Linked DNA regions of Mus musculus: region 2 is linked to region 1. A link is a contact called in public HiChIP or PLAC-seq data. All regions are on one chromosome and are shown on one strand. Each heading gives the region's core, a stretch centred on a gene start, on an enhancer-like site or on the middle of the called end of the contact. The rest is flanking DNA. Distances are from core to core; before and after follow the strand shown. Region 1 has its middle 24 kb from the start of Gm32485. Region 2 has its middle 88 kb from the start of Gm15418.

The links. HiChIP or PLAC-seq counts read pairs in DNA pulled down with a chosen protein or histone mark.
Region 2: a contact with region 1 is called in an H3K4me3 HiChIP or PLAC-seq map of bone marrow-derived macrophages, with 5 times the contacts expected there. The contact joins two enhancer-like sites. A contact is called at or near these places in 2 of 115 datasets of contacts at active chromatin or transcription factors (bone marrow-derived macrophages and large pre-B cells).

Annotation. Positions count from the first base shown.
Region 1 is chr8:10,789,398-10,797,135 of GRCm38.p6, reverse strand. No RefSeq gene overlaps it. Among named protein-coding and RNA genes, the nearest start is that of Gm32485, 24 kb to the left of the region's middle. Within about 2 kb of position 2,680, at least 41 of the 459 cell types and tissues checked have an H3K27ac peak or open chromatin away from gene starts, as enhancers often do. A contact at or near this core is called in bone marrow-derived macrophages, where this site is marked.
Region 2 is chr8:11,096,052-11,103,789 of GRCm38.p6, reverse strand. No RefSeq gene overlaps it. Among named protein-coding and RNA genes, the nearest start is that of Gm15418, 88 kb to the left of the region's middle. Within about 2 kb of position 5,134, at least 113 of the 459 cell types and tissues checked have an H3K27ac peak or open chromatin away from gene starts, as enhancers often do. A contact at or near this core is called in bone marrow-derived macrophages, where this site is marked.

The DNA.
Region 1 (7,738 bases), core at 1,431-3,930:
CCCTCTCTCCCTTCCTTCCTTCCTTCCTTCCTTCCTTCCTTCCTTCCTTCCTTCCTCCCTCCCTCCCTCTCTCCCTTCCTTCCTTCCTTCCTGTCTCTCTTCCTTCCTTCCTTCTTCTCCCCCCCCCCCCCCCCCCGTTGATTCTCAGCCAAATTCATCAGGCTCAGAGATGCTCACTGCTCCTACTTTACTGCAACACCACACACCAGAAATGATGTCTATTAAGAACATCTCAATCCATTATCACCAAAATGATGTTTTAATGAACTAATGAATTAATTTTAAAAGCAAACCCACTCAGCCACAGTAGGACTTTCCACAGGGGGAAAAAAGCATCAAGGAGCAGGTAAAGAGATCTCACCTGGTGCAGAAATCATAGTCCTGGATCTCCTGATGTCCCTTGGGCCTGTTCCTTTCCAAGCCTTGGGTTTTATTTAGACATATGAAGTAAGCAATGGTGGACAGCTTAGAAAGCCTGCTCACACTTCCAGGAATCTCCCCACTGTTTCAGTGTTTCTTCCTTAAGTTTACAAACCTCACATCTGGCTTTTGTCTATGGCTCAGGGGTTCATCTGTAAAATGAGTTAGAATCTTAACCAGCACAGGATGCCACGTCTTGGCTAAGAAGGCAATGCATACATGACTCAAAATATTTTTGAATATTAAAAAAAAGCCATCAAAACCCAACTTTCTTCTTGTTGCTTAGAAGGCTGCTGAGCACTGTGCTCTATGGCATATAGGGCATCATACCCTGCTAACTTGTGTCCCTCAGTTCTTTCCTAGCCTGAGTCAAATCCTATCTCTAGACACATTGAAGGGTATTTTTGAGCTTGAAATAAATCATATGTCTCTAACATCTAGAGGTTCAAGAACCACAAGGAGGTTCTAAAAGGTCTCCAGTTCTAAATCGCACAGTTCTCTGTCTATTGGTCTTCTGGAACCTGTGTCCTTAAATATGGGCACTGGTCACAGCAGGATATCATCAAGGACTGTTCTGTTTCTGGTTGTCCTTTTTATGTTAGAGACAACTCTCTAACACACACACACACACACACACACACACACACACACACACCATTTGCACTGTCCTGACTCTATTGAGCATGAACTTATCTTTTAGTGTCTGTTGGGTTTTTATCATGGAGCACTGCCTCATCTCTTGGACTATAAGAGAGTGGCTGACTTCCCCAATGAGGCATCCTCTGGGACTACTGGTCTGCTCCTTCCCTGGTCTTGCCATTCAGGGAATTGATAGTAACCTTAGCTGTGTGGTTTGGAGGCAACATGTGGGAAACAAGCTAGTCTCAGTGGTGACTGTTGCATTCAGTATGATACTATGTGAGCCTCTGAAGACACAGTGGTGATGGTGGTATTCCATTTTAGTGAGACATTTAGATGTTAGACATGATAGAAGTTGTAGATCCAAAATTACCAAAAGGTACTTGTCTCAGTTTAGATTGTGACTTGAAACTCATGTTAAAATGTCTTCTTTCTTCCTTCAAGGGATACTGAGCACTGACCACAGCAAGCCATTTTGAACTGTACTTTAAACATGGGAACATTTTCTGGAAACATCTTTGGTTTCAAGATATCTTTGACTCTTTTTCAGTTGTGTGCATTGTTAAAATTCTTCCAAAAAGGGCTGAGAGGAATGAAAATAATACAGATACTGGGACACATAAGGCTATGAAAATAGAACATCAAATAGACATTCATGCCATTCTGAGCAGCCTGTTCCCACAGGAAGAGTCAGGAATTTCCACCAAATTTGTTCATGGCCAACCTCTACCATCTATGTCCATTTGTACACATATGCATTTGCACCTGTATGCATGTGCACCAACATGAACGTGCACATGTATGTGTGTATATATGTATGTAAGTATATACACATAAATACACAGGAAAATAGAATTTCAAGAGCTGTTCAAACATCTTATTAGATTTATTTATTTTATTCCAAGGGCTGTTGCACCCCAAGGCACACAGGTGGCAGACAGAAGACAATCTGCAGGAGTCAGTTTGTGCTTTCTACCATGTGAATTCTGGGGAGCAAACTCAGGTCATTAGGCTTGGTGGCAAGTGGCTTTATCCTCTGAGCCATCTCTCTGCTCCCCAAAGGACATTTTTTTTTTTTTTTTTTAGCAGTAAGACTCAGAGTGGTCTGAGTTGGATGTGTCTGCAATGCATACAGGACTCAGAATAGTTTTGAATATTCAAAAAAAAAAAAAAAAAACAGCCACCAAAACCAGACTTCCCTTTCAGAATGGTCTTTTTATTTTTATTTTGCATTTTGTAACTCTACTAAGTGTAGTCACCCAGCATCCAAGGTCAGCCGAACTGAAAAAGCAGAACAAAAACACACAGAAGGGTGATTTCTCAGAAGGAAATGGCAGCATTCATGTCCATAGAAGCAAACTTTAATCCTGCGGCTGAGAGGGGGAAACACAATGGCCGCATGGGGCTAATGGAGAATTCCCGGCTCTATTCTTCCCTGAAATATTTCATGGATGCATTCATCGCTCTTTCTCTTCAGAATGAAAGCAATAAAACAAACGAGAGACCTAATCTTTAGTTCAAATAAATGAAAAGAAATTGAAATCCACTTCATTCCCTGAGAAAGAGGAAGAATACAAATGAGGCGCATTGTGAGGTTTCTGGAAAGGAGCGATGCACCACAGCTGTAGGAATGTGGCCTGACAGCCTCTGCCTGTCAGCGCCATTAGCGGGGAGATCTGCTCAGGAAGGTTCCATTTTGTCTGAAAGGATGAAGTCCTGCTGCAAAGACTTGAGTGTGTGATGCACAGGGCAAGAGTGCAGTTAGATTTTTTTTTGCTGTCTAGGTCCTGACTCCCCATCTGGTGTGTGTATGTGTGTGTGTGTGTGTGTGTGCACTTAGGTGTGCATGTGTGTGTACGTGCACATGTGTGTGTGTATGTTTGTGCATTTAGGTGTGCATATGTGCGTGTATGGAGGCCAGAGGTTGATATCAGGTTTCTTCCTCAACTATTCTCCATCTTCATCTTTGAATTAAGTTCCCTTACTAATGAGGCTGACTTGCTGATCTTGGGATCTTCCTGTTTCTACCTCCCCAAAGCATGGACTGTATGCTCATTGTATGCAGCATTTTTACATGGATACTGGGAATCTGAGCTCAGGGCCTCATTCTTATATAGCATGTACTTTACTGACTGAAGCGCGCGCACGCGCGCGCACACACACACACACACACACACACACACACACTTACCCCATCCTCATCTGGCTTTAAAGAATAACTCTGAGCAACAGCTTCAGTCTGCTCACTGTAGAGTGAGGGTTGCTGTCCAATGGCCTGGACAGAGGGAGCACTTGCCCAGAGTGCACCCTGGAAACCATCAATATTCTTTAGATGCATCCATCTTTACAGGCTGGATGTATAGAGTTCAGGAAGGCACAAACACTTACAAGAAAAAAATAAAAGAAAATTTGTGATTTAAGATGCCAGTCTGTGGCAGCCACATTTTCCTTCTTTTGTTTCTTCCTCTGTTTTGGGATGAGTGAGTATTTGAATGTGCATGGTACATGCATGTGAGTATGCATTGTGCATGCATGTGTGTGGTATATGCATGTTAGTGTGTATGGTATATGCATGTTAGTGTGTATGGTATATGCATGTAAGTGTATTTGGTACATGCATATGAGTGTGTGGTACATGCATGTGAGTATGTGTGGTACACACATGTATACATGGTACATGCATGCGAGTGTGCATGGTACATGCATGTGAGTGTGTGATGCATACATGTGAGTATGCATGGTGCATACATATGAGTGGTGTATGCATGTTAGTGTGTATGGTGTATGCATGTAAGTGTATGTGGTACATGCATGTGAGTATATGTGCTATACGCAGGTATACATGGTACATGCATGTGAGTGCATGTGGTGCATGTGTGTGAGTGTATATAGTACATGCATATGTGCATGTTGCATACATGTGATTGTGTGTGGTACATGCATGTGAGTGTGCATGGTGCATGCATATGAGTGTGTGACACATTCATGTGAGTGTGCATGCATATGAGTGTGTGTGGTACATGCACATGAGTGTGCAGGTATGCATGTATACATGTGGAGCCAGAGGAAAGCATTGGATGTCTTCCTCCATTCTCTCTGCGTTTGTGTCTTGAAACAGTCTCTCACTGAACCAGAAACTGGGCAGTCAGAGAACTTCCAGGATCCTCTTATCTCTACCTCCCATTGCTGGAGGTGTAACACATGAATCTATGCCTACCTTTATGCTGGTGCTGGGCATTCAAACTCAGCTTCTCCAGCTTATTCAATGAGTGCTTTTACCCTCGGAGCTACCTGTGCAACCCTGTGACTGTCATGTTGACTTCCACCCTGAGTCCAGACAGAAAGAGAGGCATGTGTGGTGGCCATAATGTTCCCTCTCACTGTGCCTCCCCCCGTTCTCACCAGACTGAAACTTATCTATTGATGTCTGCAGACAGAATGTGTTTAAAATTCATTGCTGTAGACCACTTAGATAATCATGTTGAATGCACAGAAAATCCATCTCAAACCCATGCATCATTTGCATGTCCTCCTGAAGAGCATGTTCTTTTAAAGAGCTTCATGGAGTGTCATGCAAAGAATAGGATCAGATCTAGGAGGTCATTCACACTGGTGACCCACTGATAGACAAAGAGTGTCCCCTTGGTACACGTATTATGTTCCCATCCCTTGTCTGATACATTGTGCCCTAGGAGTAGCATCTTGGAACTTGGGCTGTTCAATAACTGAGTTAGAATGAGCTGGACTATGGCTCATCCCCAACTGGCTACTTAAAGAAGCTTTCATGTAGTGAAAGGGGACAGGGAAAGACTTATTAAAAGCCATCATGTATCAAAAGAAAAATGAGCTGAGAACTAGAAAGCAAAAGTTCATTTTAAAAGAAAGATTTTTTAAAAAGTGTTTCTTACAAGCTTGGAAAGGGTATGCTAAATAGAAAGTGATATTACAAAAGGAGCTGTCTTCATGAGTTCGGCCTGCTGTTAGGAAGAATCCTGACAGGCTAGCAGGCACATGTCGCTCTTCGTTCTGCCTGCTGGGGAGCCACCAGCAGATGTGGGGTCCACTGAGAATCATTTTGTGGTTTGTGTACAGTCTTCTCACTGTTTCCTTCCATGGTAGGGAGAAGAGCCAGCTGAAGCTTTCCTATCCCGTTTGCTGAGGGATCCCTCCCTGCTCACCCTGACATGCACAGCGCTACCCTCCCTTCACTCCCCCCCCCCCAAAACACTCAAAGTCCAAACACAGGTTCTGGATGTTGACCTTTATTCTACTCTCCACTCCCCCCCCCCCCCCCCAGTTACCTGGCAACATCCAGGTGTGCCTGACTCATTATGAAAGGGGCTGCTTGACCCCTCGTTGTTCTCTTGATCTTGTTCTTCTTACTCCTTCCTTCTCTTCCCTGTCTGTACCTTCTCTCCCCATTCCCCTTTTCCATCTCTCTCCATGTGTTCATGGCCGGCCTCTACTTCTCTTCTCTTCTCTTCTCTTCTCTTCTCTTCTCTTCTCTTCTCTTCTCTCCCTCTCCCTCTCCCTCTCCCTCTCCCTCTCCCTCTCCCTCTCCCTCTCCCTCTCCCTCTCCCTCTCCCTCTCCCTCTCCCTCTCCCTCTCCCTTTCCCTCTCCCTCTCTCTCTCTCTCTCCCTTTCTCTGTCTCTACTAACCCCTCAACTCCCCTCCCCATGCCCCAAATAAACTCTATTCCATACTATATACCCATGGCGTTGTGGCTGGTACCACAGCGGGAAGGGATGCCTCAGCATGGGCCTGCCGAGGCACCTTCTTCCCCCACACCAAACTGTGTCTCCACCAAACATATCCCTGGCTTCTTTTTCTTTTTTTTATAAGACACAACACTGAAGGATACAAATGCACAGTCTGTCACAGAGATGGATAACACACTTTCCACTACAACGTGTTCACCATATAGAAGATGAAAAACAACAGCAACGAGATAAATAAGAAAGAGTAGGACACCTGCATTCTATTGACAAGACGGAGTGTTAATGGCCATCATAGGTAAGTTCACTCACAGACAGTCACAGAGAATGAAACAGCTCGAGCTGTGAATAGTAAATCAACAACGGGATACAAAGAGCAAGGAGAGAAAGCTCTGCCTTGGCAGTTACCAAAGAAATGCAAATCACAGCTGTACCTGTAACCACCTTCTCTCTGTTCGAGAACTTTTAAAAGGATGAATCCCAGCAGGGCCCATGGCAATATTGTCACCATAAGTCTCAGGTCACAGACACAGACACAGACACAGACACAGACACAGACACAGACACAGACACAGACACAGACACAGACACAGACACACACACACACACACACACACACACACACACTCACAAATGCATGCATGCACAGGCACACATGTGCACACACACACAGATACACACAGAGACGTAGACACACAGACAAACACACTCACTCACTTCCTGGGTGCACGCACACACCCAGGAAGAGTAAAGGGCAGTTGTGCTCATGTTTGTGACACTTGGATCATGGCAGCCCTCCTCTAGCCAGCAGTGGCACTAGCGAGCACCATCACTAGACTGGGGGAAAGCTGGAAAGTGAAGGACTCGGGAAGCAGCACACATTTGTGCAATGCATTTGATTTTATCCATTTACTGCTGTCTCCCTCTGGCTTCGCCTGTCTGCTTAAGCATATATGTTAGGACCAAGAAAAAGTCTTGAAGCTGACCTCAGCCTAAGACTTTCATTTGATAAAGACTATATTAGTTGAGATCTATGTTGCTGTGATAACAAACTGACATAGCTGGGACCCGCTGGCCTTGGAGAACTTGACCTGAGCTATGGCTTTTACACCAGGAGCAAGACTCAAACCCAGAGACCGGATCACAGTATGGCCATTGCCGTAGTCTTTGTGTGTAGTCTCACCTCAGCAGCAAGGCAGGTCCATGGTAGAGAGCAGTCCTGGAGTATCACAGGGGCCAAGATGCAGACACACGAGTGAGAAGTTTGCTGTTGTTTCCAAAACTGAGCATCTAAGAGATCCTTTGTAAATATGAAGCTGCTTCGTTTTATAGAGTTGCTTTTCAATAGATGTGTGCTTCCTTGGTGCCACAGGATGGCTTTCGTATCCATCACGAGAAAAGGAGGAAAAATTTTCCATTTTTTTAAAAGCTAACTTTCAGTCTAGCAAGTATCAGTCGAATCAGCCCACACAGACCTTTTTTGAATTCTTCTAAATATTATTTTTAATGCAAAGGATCCTCAGACCAAAATACTTGTTCACAAGAAATAAAGACATACTTAAAACACACTTAATTCATCTGTTGACATGTCGTATATTTGTACGATGGATCCTAATCATATGATCCACAATTATCTCCTTCTAGCTTCCCCTAGTATTATCATTCTCCTTTCTAATTTAAACATACTCCTTTTGAATGGAAAAAACAAAGTTTTACCAGTGATTACAGCCTATGAGTTTTATTTAATAATGACTGTACTAGTTAGGATTTCTATTGCCATGGTAACACACTGGCCAAAAGCAGCCCTGGGGAGAAAAGCGTTTACTTTATCTTATGTCCCATAGGCAAGAGAAGTGGGTAAGAGTTCAAGACCAGGTCCTGGAGGCAGGAACTGACGCAGAGGCCATGGAGGAGTGCTGCTCGCTGTCTTGCTTCTAGCATCACACCCAGCCAGCTTTTTCAT
Region 2 (7,738 bases), core at 3,885-6,384, 300 kb before region 1:
TTCTTATCATTAAAATAGTAAACATCAGAATAATGACAGTAACTGCTGTCACCTGTGCATCCCAGCGGGAAAGGGCTTTGAGTGCAGCCCTCAGTGAAGTAACAGCCATGTTTTGGGGGCACCAAGAGGGAAGGGAATTACTTCTCAGGGCCTCCAGCCTGGGAGGGGTGGCTTCTGTCACATGGCTCATCACCAGCGCTCTAGACGCCACTACAGTGTGCCAGAGTCTGAAGAGAAGGGTGCTGTCTAGATGAGGAGAGACATTAGGATATTGGATCCCTTCACGGAGATCCTGCCGTGTGAGCCAGTCAGCCATGCTGGGTCCAGTGGGGCAGGGACATCTTTCAAAGATGCTTTTGCAGGAAGTTCTGCTTCCTGCTTCATGTGGCATTGGTGCATGTAGATCCTCAGGACTGTCCTAAGTCCCACAGCTAGCTACCTGTCTCACACAGGTGCAGCTGTTCTCACCAGGGTAGGACACTCAAACCTCGGTCATCTCCTAGGCCTGAGAAACAAGGTGCACCTTGAGGGCGTCTTCCCTTACAGCGAGTATTTGTGTTGAAGGTGTGCCTTGTGTTTGCAGTGGGCAGCCTTGCTGTTGTGTGGTGCTGTGGATTTGTTTCACACACCAGTTTTCTGAACTCTTGGTGAGCTCAAGGGGTGAGGGCCTCCAGGCTTGGGTCCTAGTTGGATGCGCCTTCCCCTTCACTGCCCTCCCAGTACTTCCTGCGAGAGATTTGATGGCGTTTATTTCACTCATACTCTCTTATCAACGTGGCTTGGCCTTGGTCTGCAGTACAAGCACAGAATTCATCCACTCTATCGCAGGGAATGGGTCATTTGTCATGTCTGGTAATTTATTCATTCTCCATTGCTGTTCAGGGACACCTGCATTATAACCAAGTCACCCCACAAACTAGAATCTGCGCTCTCCCTATGCTGGGCCAATGCACCGGACACGGTGTTGGAAGCCCTTAGGCTCTCTGATTCTCAGGCAAAACTATACAGGCCACACTGTTGAGCTTTCCTGGGTATTTATTTCTGTCTTCCCTCATTCAAACGGAGACTTAGAATTACAGTCTATTTCCAGGATGAGATTTGCTGGTTTTTTTGGTGCCTTGTCACAAGTTTGAATTAATTTAAAAGAACTACAACTTCTCTGACGTTGAGTTTTTCACAAAGTACTTCTTTTGTTTGTTCCTGTGTCTTTGTGTCATACAAAAGTTGCCTGGTACAGCTCGATGGTGTCTCTCAGAATCCCTCTATCTGGTTGCCCTTCTTTGGGGACTTTTCTCATATTGTAACTCATGATGCCTTTAACGTATGGTACATACAACTGTTTCTCTTGGCCGTTATAAACAGCAGTATTGTGTCATCTGAGATCCACTAAAATAAAGTTAATGTTTTAGTCTGCCTTGAACTTTTAACTCTTGCTGGCCCAGTTTCTTCACCTACATTCTTCATTGGAATGGCATTCCTGAAATTAATGCATGACTTTTTACTTTATTTTACTTAATTTTTTATTTCATATTTCCTCAACTATAGCCCTTTTAGATTGACTTACAATATTGGCATCTTCTTAAAAAAAAACAAAAAACAAAACCTGCCATCTGAAATCTTATCAACCACCAGAGCTCTCTCCTTAGATATGAATTAAATGGGTGGCGCACGCCTTTAATCCCAGAACTTGGGAGGCAAAGGCTGGCAGATTTCTGAGTTCAAGGCCAGCCTGGTCTACAGAGTGAGTTCCAGGACAGCCAGGGCTACACAGAGAAACCCTGTCTCAAAAAAAACAAAACAAAACAAAACAAAACCAAAAAACAAAAAACAAACAAAAAATTTTCTGCTCACCAGAAACAGCAACACCAGTAGCAACAGTAAGCAATAGTAACAACACTAGCAACAGTAGCAATAGTAACAACAGTAGCAACAGTAGCCACAGTAGTAACAGTAACAACAGTACACCCCAGACACTTCCCTCTAGGCTCATTCTCCTCCCTCCCTCCCTTTCTTTCTCCCTCTATTCCTTCCTTTCTTCCATTTATCTATCAATCACTATTCTATCTGCTGCCTATAAATATTATCTATAATTTATTTTTCTGCCTTTCTTCAATTTATTATAAATGTCACCTACTTATCATCTATCAGTCTATAGCTATCATTTATCTAAATATTATCTACCTATATTTCTTCAATCTGTCTACCATCTGTAATCTATCAATTTACTATCTATTTATGCACATATCCTTTATTGTCATCTATCTATATATCTATTGATCTACCACCTACCTGTCAATTATCTCTGCCTAGGTCTAAATGTCAGCATCTTTCCATAATTGCCATGGGACAGCCCAAACCCAGTGTGATAGCATTGAGAGGTGTGATGGGTGGGGGGTGATCAGGACCTGATTGTGAATTCAGTGTCTTTATTAGAACATACAGGGGCCAGCTGCCCCAACGGGAAGACACTGAAGAAGGTGATGCTCTGTGAAGCAGTAAGTGGGTGGTTCAGAAGCCCATTGGATGTGAATACCTCAGTTTGGTGGAAGAGAGGGGTCCCCATGGCTACTTTGTAATTTTCTTAGCTTGCAAGCCTTTGAAACTTGGTGCTTTGTTCATGCAGTCTGAAAAGACCTTGATGCTGGCACTGTGCTGGCTGGTCCTGTGGTTCTGGGCTGTAGCAGAGTTGCTTTTGCTGGGCAACCTGGAGGCAAGTGGATTTTCTGGAAAGGCCAGTGAGTGTTCCTAGACAGGTGAGACTGGGAATACGGAAGGAGGTAACCTGGAGTCAAGAACCTGGGACCTCTTCCCCCAAACATCTGTGCCAATTTCTAGCCTTGACTCTTAATGACTTATTGCTACATCCATAGATCAGAGAGCATCTGTTAGTATTCATCAGAGAAGCTCCTCCTTCTTGTAGTAGATGGTAGTTATCACAAAGATCTCCTAAAACTGGTTAGTGTGCAAAGAATTAGAGGTTGTAGAGTGCTCAGCCCTAAATGGGTGTCTGGTAGATACCGGATGGAAACTAATAACATAGGCATCTCAGTTGCTATTGATGGCAAACTTATTTAATTGCCCCTTTATTTTTAGGTTTAGAGAGAACAGAAAGTGGGTCTGGTAACTGGTTCTCAGACAAGCCAGGACACGCACTGGGGTGACCAGTTATCCCCAAAAACTAGGTGGAATTCACTTCTTAGAGGGCTTCGGAATTTCTGTATTAGAGGAAGTGCTTGCTGAAATCCTTTCCACTTACTAAGTGCTACTTTGGAATTGCACAATGTATTGAAGAAATGAGTTAGCCCTGGCTGTGTTTGGGCACACAGGAGGAGGAGGAGGGACACAAGTGGGAGGTGGAGGTGGTCATGGTGGTGGTGGTGGTGGTAACTAACTCCTCTTGAGGGGTACAGAGCATGATAAGCAATAGGAAGAAGGAAGCAGAGACACCAGGTAGGAGCAGACACGAAGCCCCAGTCCTTGGGCGTCAGTGGTCACTGCTACAGTGTGGCAGCAATTACTTGGGATGTTGCATGTCTTAATGTGCATCTGGTTTTGTGACCTCCACCAGGGAACATTCCTAGACACACAGGCCATAACACTTCTCTTCCTCTGGGCTCGCACCCCACTGTTCTCCAGTGCACACCTTCAGGAGCATACTTATGTAGTAGACACACACAGCTCTCCACCTATTCACTTGCCTCCTTGCCAAACCTTTTCCCATCCACCTATGACCCTCTCCCTCTCTGACTTTAGCCAGGTGACTGACTGTAGCCAGTGAGTAGCAGCATCTCCAAGGCCAGAGAGACCAGCAGGTACCTGTGTGTGCTGCCATTTCCTTGTTCTGATGCTCTGTCTGGTCACACAAACTTATCTGAGCAATGGAAAGGCAGGTGGAGTAAAGTTGAGCCTCAATCCTCTTCTCTGAGGTCCCTGGAGGCAAGCAATGGCTCTGAAAACCCTCATTTGCAAGGAAATACAGCTAAACCTGCGGAGCCATCTAGTCAGTCTGCACTGACTAGCAAGAACTCAGATCAGCAGGAACCCAGAAGTGGGGATGCAGTGGACACTTTGTTTAACTGAACATTCCTGTTTGTTACTTAGCATTGCTGGGGCAGCAGATGGCGGATACACTCACAGGAGGCTGATGCTCGGCATGCTGGGAGCTCATTGAAAGCACAGTAAATGATCAAGTGCTGAGGGAAAAAAAAGATAACTTTTCTGTGAGATCACGGAGCCTACAGCATGCCTGGCTTGCTGTAGCACCCATGAGAGCCCATCAAAGCATGTTACGCAGTCTGAAATCACACTTGATAAACTCAATAATTTCTAGTCCTGTTGGAGCACCCGGCTGGCAAATGTGGGCTTCAGTTAAGCAATGTGAACCGAACAACGGAGACTGGAAGCCGAAAGGGAAACCTGTGCCCCAATTTCGCTTCATGAATTCCAAGTGTTTGGTGATAAATCTCAAAATGATCTAAGGCTTATTTTCCCAAAATGCCAGGAGGGAAAAAGTATAGAAAGGGGGCCATATTTTATAAGAACAATGGTGTGCCTGTTACAAACACATATATATTTCTGTTCGTCATTATGGAGGTATTTGTGCGCTTGCCAAGTGTGCTGCATGCCTCAGATTTAAAAGGCTAGAGAAAGATGGTTTTAATAAAGTTTCCTAATGTAATAGAAGACACATAATAACATCCTGCTTCAAATCTCTGGGAAAAGAAAAGTTCTTTTTGAAATGTTTTTCTTCCCCCTTCAAGAATTATTTTCAGCTAACAAGAAGAGGAAGGAACCATGAGGCCCTGAGCTGCCCCGTAGACTCATGGCTGCCCCTTTTTATGTGGTTGGTTGATGATATTATTAGGGGTTCAGTTACTCTGTAATCAAATGAAACAGCCAGAGAGCTAAAGGTAGGGTGATAAATGAGGTCCCCCAGGAAAGCCGGATTTCATTTCTGTCATGGGTCAAATTGGCAGATGACCTCATGTGAAATCAACACACGGAGGTCTGTGTCTTGTGACCCAGCGCTGGTGCTGGAAGACGGTGGCTGTCCTCACATGAGCACAGGCAGCCCTTCAAGTCACGGCTGTTACATAACAGCAAAGCAATGACACGGGATCTCTGCAGTCACCAAGGAACCTCTGGCAACCAGTCAGCTGTGACCTCAGCCTTACGCACGTCAGAGCTGTAGGTCACAGGGACATTTGTACCTGCTCTGTGTCTCGTGATTTACTCTCAGGAGTAAAAGCACCGGGTTTTATTGTTTCTCTGCTCTGTGGATTCTGCTGAAGGCATGTGCTCGGGGGGTGGGCAGCAGAACAGGACCAGCTCGTGGGCTTGGGAAAAACCCTGCTTCAAGTCATCAGCTGGTTCCTAGAAAGGAAGGAGTTTGAATGGCACCCTTTAGAGTCAGCAGTGTGCTGGAAGGAGATAGTGACCTCAGAGCTGTTTGTGAGGATGGAGACACCCAGGGGAGGTGCTGTCCTTAGCAAACAGGCAGAGGTGGCTATTCCTGATTGTAATCAGGTACTTGTAGTCTGTGGAATTGTGTCAAACTAGGACAGGTCCCAGAGGGGCCGCTCTATGATAGTCTCATCATCCAGCCCAGGGCTCCTTGCTTTGAAGAAAGGGTCATCCCCCAGAACTCTGTTCTGGCTCTCAGAGCCTTCTCCTGACTCTCAGGCTCACCCAATTTTCTCTGCTTTGCCACCTCCTGTGCTCAAAGGGGTGGTAACAAGATCCTGTGGTCTCTGAGTGCACACGTAACTCCTTCAGCAGCTGTTCTTTGTGGGTTTTTTATTCTTCCCATGCTAGAGAGGAGGGAAGTGAAGTGGAAGGCTAATCCTGGCCCAGCCTGCTTAGCAGAGGCATCCCACGTCTGCCTAGGTTCAAAGCCCATGTGACTTATGAGCTGTTTCAATGTGTGTATGCCAGGCTCTTGTCAATCACCATCTTTGAGTGGTGGGGTAGACACTGCTATGATGTGGTGACCATCCACCATCAACACTACAGCATCTGTGACTAAAGCCGAGGACCCTCTATCACACAGAGAAGTCCATCGGATGGTCAGAAGGCTTGGCATTAACAGTGAGGATTCTTGGTTGGGAAGAAGAACATAGGCTTCAGACTGACTCATAGATACCTTTTTCCATCTCTTTGCCTCTATAATCTCTCTCTTCTACCTATCTGCCTATCTTTCTATTATCTGTCTATCAATCAATCAATAAATCATCTATCCATTATCTCCCTATTATCTATTATCTGTGTATCAGTCATATCTATCATCAATCTACATACCTATTATCTACATATCAATCACATCTATTGTCAATCAATCAATCTACCTACCTATTATTATCTATCATATATCTATCAATTACATCTCTCATCTATCATTTATTATCTCTCTATCATAATTATCTAGTATCTATAATATGTCTCTTATTTGTTATCGATTTCCCATCACCTGCCCATCCATCCATCCACCCGTCCATCCATTCTCCCACACATATGCCCATACTATATCCTATTGCTTCTGTTTTTCTGGGAAATACTGTCTAACTCAAATGTTCTTAACCCACATTTCTCAGATTTCTCCTGGCCTTCTCAGTGTTATGATGGGAAGCTGTCTGTACAAATGGCAGAAGACAAGTGAGTCTCAGAATATCACTAGTCTTGTTGGTACTGCTAATCCTATAAGAATTCAATAGTAGTGCTAGGTTTGGCTCTGCTATAACCCTTCACTACAGAGCCTTGCCCTTAGTTCCATGCAAGCCAGGACTATCATCAGCCTTAACTATACAAGTAGTTGGGTATTCAACTATCCACTTGAATTACATGAGACTGTATCTTCAAGACTGGACTTTCTCCCAGTTGACTCCTTGATTTTCAACCATTATAAACACATTGATAAGGACTGGCATATATGTGGATAGTAAGCAAGTGTGCAGACAGCGTATGGATACAGACCTGCATGATTATGTTCAAAGATATTGATGTAGAGATAGACAGACAGATAGATGATAGGCAGATGGTGTGGGTAACATAGATGCATGTGAAAGCTACCCTTATGACTCCCCTGAGTCTTCTGGAGAACATGAGAGTACCTTTTATCTGTGGGTATTAGGTGTCCCTAAGCTATTATTGACTAGGGTGGCTTCATAATTCCTTGTCTGAATTAGAATGGTTCACTTGAAGATTAGAGGATCCCTTGGTGACTCCCTCAGGTTTTGTGTCCTTGTTGGTTGGACTGTGTCTTCCTTGTCTCTTTTGTTCAAGGTCATATTCAAGGCTGATCTACTACAAAGTCTTTCAAAGACGAGAAAAGAGGTAAGCAGCGTCCCAACACATTTCACAATATTGCCGACGCCCCTTTTGATCGATCACTTCTGATGTTCTCCAGCATATACTCCTGGTGCACTAAAACATTTCCAATGTGTGATGATGGCGTGTGCTTCACAGCTCTTCCTCTAACTTCCTATTTCCTGAAATCTGCTCCATAACATTTGCAACTCCTTGACTAGGGAGGCTATGGGTGTTGACCTTTTCCCTGTGTCTAGAGTCCCAAGTTCACTGTCTACATCTCTGTCTAGCAGGTCTCTTTTCCACGGCTAATCCAGAATGCCCTTCATTGCCCCACCTTCTCTTTCCCAAGTAAAGATTTCATTAAAGGGTTAACTGTGGAAGGTTTGTATACCTGTTTCTCATCCACGGACATGAGTGTCTGAGCAAGACGGTC